Regions from separate parts of the Rattus norvegicus genome. Here region 2 is linked to region 1. A link is a contact called in public Hi-C data. All regions are on one chromosome and are shown on one strand. Each heading gives the region's core, a stretch centred on a gene start, on an enhancer-like site or on the middle of the called end of the contact. The rest is flanking DNA. Distances are from core to core; before and after follow the strand shown. Region 1 holds the start of Pax2 (paired box 2). Region 2 has its middle 47 kb from the start of Slf2.

Region 1 (2,709 bases), core at 80-2,579:
AAATCAGGCTAGGTCTAAAAGTTACCCTGTGGAAAGTTACAAATTATCCTTAATTATTAATCTATAGATGGGGAGGGCTTTTCTACTTGGAATATTATTTATCTTTTTAAGCAAGGGAAAATACCTGACAAATAGTTTTCCGAGCTAAAGACCCGTTATGAATTAGATACATTCAAATATCATTATGATATTTCCCCCTTTCCTATTTTCTTATTTCTCCCCCCCCCCACATCCTTTTAATTTTCTTTCCTTGATTTTTCCCCTTTCTTGGTTTGATTTCTCTTTCCTTTCTCCTCAGTCTTGGCATTTGTCTTTCTTTTGTTCTTTCCCTCTTATTTTTTTTTTCATTCTTGCTGAACCCCTGGCTAGGGCGCTGGCTGCTTGGTCCTCGACATAGAGTGGAGGCAGGCAAGTGCTGACTTGGAAGGCTCTACTACTAGCTCTCTTCCTGACTTTGATTTCTCCTCAAAATCCCTCATTGTTTGTTTGTTTGTTTGTTTGTTTGTTTGTTTGTTTGTTTTAGACCGATCACCTCACTGGGCAAAGTCAAGAAAAGTGACCACCTTCTCCTGCTACCCTTGTGTTCCTGGCTAAAAGGGAAGGGAAAGGTGAAGGTGAAAGAAAGGATGAGATATTTCAAAGCAGCCCCCAGGAAGTCTTAACTAAGCTGGGGGGAGCAAGAGATGCTGGGAGCTGAGGCTCAGAAGGGGGTCACACCCCCAGGATCTCCCGTACAATTGTCCTGACACCGAGGCTGTCCAGGCTAGGAGCCTCCTCCTGATTACCCACAACTCTAAGTTTGAGGAAGGTAGAGATGAGGGAGGGAGGAGAGGGACACTGAGAGAGAGAGAGAGAGAGAGAGAGAGAGAGAGAGAGAGAGAGAGAGAGAGAGAAAGAGAGAGAGCTGAAAACTGCTGCCAATTAGTCCCTCAGTCCAGGGCAAAGGCTGACTAGGGAATGGGTGGCTGGAACCTGGGCCCAGGGTTATGGGTCCTGCGAGGTAAGGAGAAGCAGGTGGAAGGAGCCAAGGGAGGTGAGACACTAGGGAAGGTAGAGAGGCAGGCAGAACCATAAGCACGGAGTGGCAAAAAACAGAACAGTGGCTGAAGGCATGAGAAACTACTAGGTAAGAGAAATAGAACGAAAGGAGAAAGCCAGTGTGGCCTCTAGGGTGAGACCTGAGCTCAGGGGGCCGGGCCGCGCTGGGGCTACGTGGGGTTGGAACCGAGACAGGAGCCGGGCGCCGGTACTCACGGTGCATCGCGGAGAAGGGGTCTGCTTTGCAGTGCATATCCATGGGGAGGCAGAGGAGCGGGAGCAGCGCGGCCGCCGCCGCCGTGTCGCCTCTCAAACTCAACTTCAGGACTTGAGGAGAAAAGGAAGGGACGGTGGGGGAGGGAGAGTGAGCGGGCGCCCGGCTGCTGGGGGGCAAGCGAGGGCGGGGGGCACCGCGCTGCGCTCCACGCCGGGACTCCTCCGGGCCCGCTGGGGTTTGCAACCGCAGCGACTGCAACTTGCCACCGTTGGGGCACGCGGCTGGGCAGTCAGCAAAGCAGCCCCCGGGCGACCGGCTGGACCAAGGGGCACTGGGGGCGCATGGCTCGCGCGCCAGCTGCGGCCAGAGCTGAGGCCGGGTAGGGAAGACAGCTCACTCAGCTCCCCTGGAACCCCGTCGTCCGAGAGGCTCTGAACCAAGAGAGCTCAGGGCGGGGGCGGCCCGAGGGCGCCAGGAGGGGAGCCGGGCCGCTCCAAGTGCCGGCGAGTTGGCGAAGTTGGCAGAGAAGTAGCAATCCCCGGGATGTCCAAGCGGGCGCCCGCGGGAGGGGAGCGTGCGAGCCGGCCCCCGCCCCCGGAAAAGGCAGGCGCACGCCGCGGCGGCCGAAGGGCCAAGAGGGAGGGAGGCAGCCTAGGAGCCGAGCGGCGCCCGCAGCGCTGGGCTGGCCCCAGGTGGGTTGCGGCTGCAAGAAGACTCGGCCGGAGACTGGAGCCTGGGCTCCCGGTGTGTGTCTCTCTAAAAGCTGCAAAGCCCCCTCCAGACCCCCTCCTCCTCCCCGCGCCGGGAGATGGATGACTTGTCAGACAAAGGCAATAGATTCCACCACTCTGTGATTCGCCAGCGCCGGAGCCCCGAGCTTCGGCAAGGAGGGCCCCGCGCCTGTCACTCCGGTGCCGGCGAGGGGAGGGCCGGGGAGGGGGAAACGGGAGGGAGCAGCGGGCGAAGGAAGAGGGAGGGTGAGGAGCGGGCCAGGGGGAGGAGGAATGGGAGCCCCGGATTAAAACTACACTGAGAAACGAAACTCGCCGAGAAGATAAACGTTAGATAAGGATAAAGAGCGGCCAGCCTAATGAATATTCAGGCAACCACAGAGGGCCTCCGAGCGCGCAGCGCTCCGAAGCCAGGCTCTCAGTCCGAACTCGCCCAGCCCTGCCATCCACCGGCCAATGCCCGCAGATCCCAGACGCCCGCGAGTCCTCATCCTTAGTCCTAACTCGGCTACCCTTGCTCTGAGTTCCCTTCCGTTTCTCCCTGTGTCTTCCTTCCTCCCTTTCTTTCCCTCTGGTCCTTCCCTTTCGCCTTTTCCTCCTGTGGTACCTTCCCATCCACGCACGCCTGATTCTCATTCCGGGGCAAAGTGCCCAGCAGTTTGTCCCCTCCCGTCCCACACGCGGTGGCGCGCACTCCCTCCCCGGAGTCTGGGCAGTCCAGAC
Region 2 (2,709 bases), core at 106-2,605, 120 kb before region 1:
CCACGGGGAGTGCATACAATGGTTGGAGGTTGGAGGGTCTGAAACTGGAGACTTTAATAAAAGCCACTGACAGCAAATAAAGCTGCCAGGGGAGTCCCATTACCCACAACAAGGACCCTTTGTGAGCCAAGCAGAGCCGTGCTGACCCTTCTCCTGGAGCCTGGCTCCATCCCACACACCCTGGGCTATCACTCCCTGCTCTTAGTCTCCATAGCCTACTCTTCAGCCCAGCCCATCCATCTCAGCATCTCTCTAGCACTAAGGGGTGGGGACAGTGGGGTACACCCACAGACTGGAAGTTCTTCTCGACATCTACCACAAATCACCTTTGACGCCTCCAGTCCCAAGCTGTTTGGTCCAATAAGTCCACTCAGAAGCATCTCTTGTTAACCGAGTCCATGGGGTGCGCTGTTTGCCCAGTCCATCCAGTAGGAAGGGTGGGTTTGCTGTACAGTGGGGCATCCGTGGACGGCTTGATCTTGGTGTAGACCCTGATGCAGTCCTTCAGACTTGCCCGTTCTTCTCTGGACTCCCGGGGCTGATTCCTGTACCACTGTGTATCACAATGTTCTGCACTAGGGTCTCGAGACTTGGTTGAGTCCCGAATTGTCCGTTCCCATCTGTGTGACCTCGAGCGAGTCATTTCCCTCCTCCGAGTGCTAGTAGCCATATCTTCAAAGTGGGGTTGATTTAAAAGGATTCCTTTGAGGATTCATGGTCAAGTGTGGGCCCTACTTCTAAACTTTAAAGGCCCTTCGCCCCCCTCCCGCCCCCGATGAGGGCTATCATCACAACTCGCTTTAGCCCCAGCTTGGAACCAAACTGTGACTCGTGCATTGGCTTCCAAGCAGGTTCAGAGTCCTCCTCTGACCTCCATCTTGACAGCTAACTATCGCTGGAGGCAAAGGCGCCTCCTCGAACAGATAGACGCTCTGTGAGAAATCGAAGAGCAGGATAGGACATACTGTAGACTTTGACATCAGTTCAGAAGTTTTTTGTTTTTGTTTTTGTTTTTCTTTGGTGGAAGGTTTAGAAGCCATGCGGGGGCGGGGATGGGGGATGGGGGAGAGGGAGGGGAGGAAGAAAGTCGGGGTGCTGGCTTGAAGTTTGGGCAGGTTTGGAGGAGTGTGGACCAAGTGAGAGGAGAGTGGTCCCTTCGCTCAAGTATGTTGGGAATGTGATGAGGGAAACTTCTCGGAGGTTAGGCGCCAAGGCACGAGGTTAGAAAGGGGCAGCGGATAGGATTTGGGGTTGTCACTTTAAGGGCGAGGTGGGGCCTGTGATGGAGCACCACCCAGGGTGACAAGATGGGGTCTGGCCACCACAAGTCCCTCCCAGTCCGGCAGGAGGGGATTCTGGTGCAGGGCGGGGAGGGAGATTAGGAGGCGCTCTCAATTGACTTAATGGGCTCTAAGAGGCGGGATCCTATTACAGCTCGGGGTGCCCCGGGGTGCCTTGCTGGGAAGACAAGCTAATCTGCCATGCAAATTAAATCCTGCCTCAAGACGCAAGGCCTGCTTAATGTGATCCATTACACAGTTTACTTGTTTATATCTAATATTGGAACAGGCAGCCCGGGCGGGCGGCAGCGGCAGGCGGAGCGGCCCAAAAGCAGGAGAGTAAATTACCGGCAAAATGAGCTTTTCCAGCCTCCGCCGCTGCCGCCACCCGCGCAGGCCCGGCTCCCGCGTCCCGGGCGCCCCCGCCCGCCCTCCCGCTCGCCCGCCCGCAGCGTCCCTCGCACGGCTTGCGGTTCTTCTTTCTCCCGGTTGGCCTTTGAGTCTCTTTCTTCTCTTTGTCTCTCTCGTTCTTCTGTCCTTTGGCCAGTGCCTCTGCTTCCTCAACTCTTTCTCTTTCAGTCTTTGGGTGCAGCCTCAGGCCTCTCTTGCCTGAATCTGCTTTATTCTTGGCCTTCTGTCTCTCACTTTTGGCTTTCTCCCGGTTGATGCCAATCTCTTCCCATAGCGGTGATGGACACTTAGGTCTCTGTTGATGCCGGGTAACCCTGTGGTCCTGTGTGTGGAAGTGGAGGCTGAGTTCAGGAGGCCTGGGCTCACACACCAGCACATAGCCCTCCCTGTAAGGCGGACCTGGAGAGGCAGGGCTTGGGTCAGAGAGCAGAGCTACTTTTTACTGGTGACTCTGTCCTTGGCTCTGAAGTGTGAATCTGGAAGGTATCGCTGTGGGGGTCCTTATATGGGTCTTCCAGAGTGGGTATGGATGTGCATCAGAGATCCGCTCTGCGTGTGTGTGTGTGTGTGTGTGTGTGTGTGTGTGTGTGTGTGTGTGTGTGTGTGTGGTATGTGGTGTAAGCTCGAGATTTTATCCTCCATCTCTTTGGGCAAGTTCAATATGGACAGTGAGGTTCCAGCACCTTCCTCACACTTCCTGGTTCACAGCCACCCCTCCTTTTCACTCTTGGCACAGCTCCACGACTTTTAATGCCCCCAGAACCACCTGATCGCTCACCACTTGTGTCCCTGTGTGTAACATTTTACTTTATCGTGGCTCCTCACCCCCTCTAAGGCCTGTGTCTGCACCAAGCCAGACACCAACATAGAGTCAGTCAGAAGCAGACTGAGAAACGACGAAACCCAACGAGAAGTCCAGGCGGTCAAAGACACTTAGGACAGAGGGGGTGTTAGACCCAGGATAGATAAGCAAAAAAACTCCAGTGGAGGACAGAGAAGTTGGAAGGAGAAAGTGGTG

Evidence for each region. A called contact is a pair of places that touch in the nucleus more often than the background predicts.
Region 2: a Hi-C map of liver shows a contact between it and region 1, with 1.9 times the contacts expected there. The contact joins the enhancer-like site here to the promoter of Pax2 in region 1. A contact is called at or near these places in 10 of 12 Hi-C or Micro-C datasets (the A7r5 cell line, the Rat2 cell line, frontal cortex and 5 more).

What each region holds. Positions count from the first base shown.
Region 1 is chr1:253,564,542-253,567,250 of GRCr8, reverse strand. It overlaps Pax2 (paired box 2), which reads right to left and starts at 1,329. Exons shown (of 11, transcript NM_001106361.1): 1 at 1,255-1,329. The coding sequence starts at 1,297.
Region 2 is chr1:253,684,052-253,686,760 of GRCr8, reverse strand. No RefSeq gene overlaps it. Among named protein-coding and RNA genes, the nearest start is that of Slf2, 47 kb to the left of the region's middle. Within about 2 kb of position 1,355, at least 17 of the 93 cell types and tissues checked have an H3K27ac peak or open chromatin away from gene starts, as enhancers often do.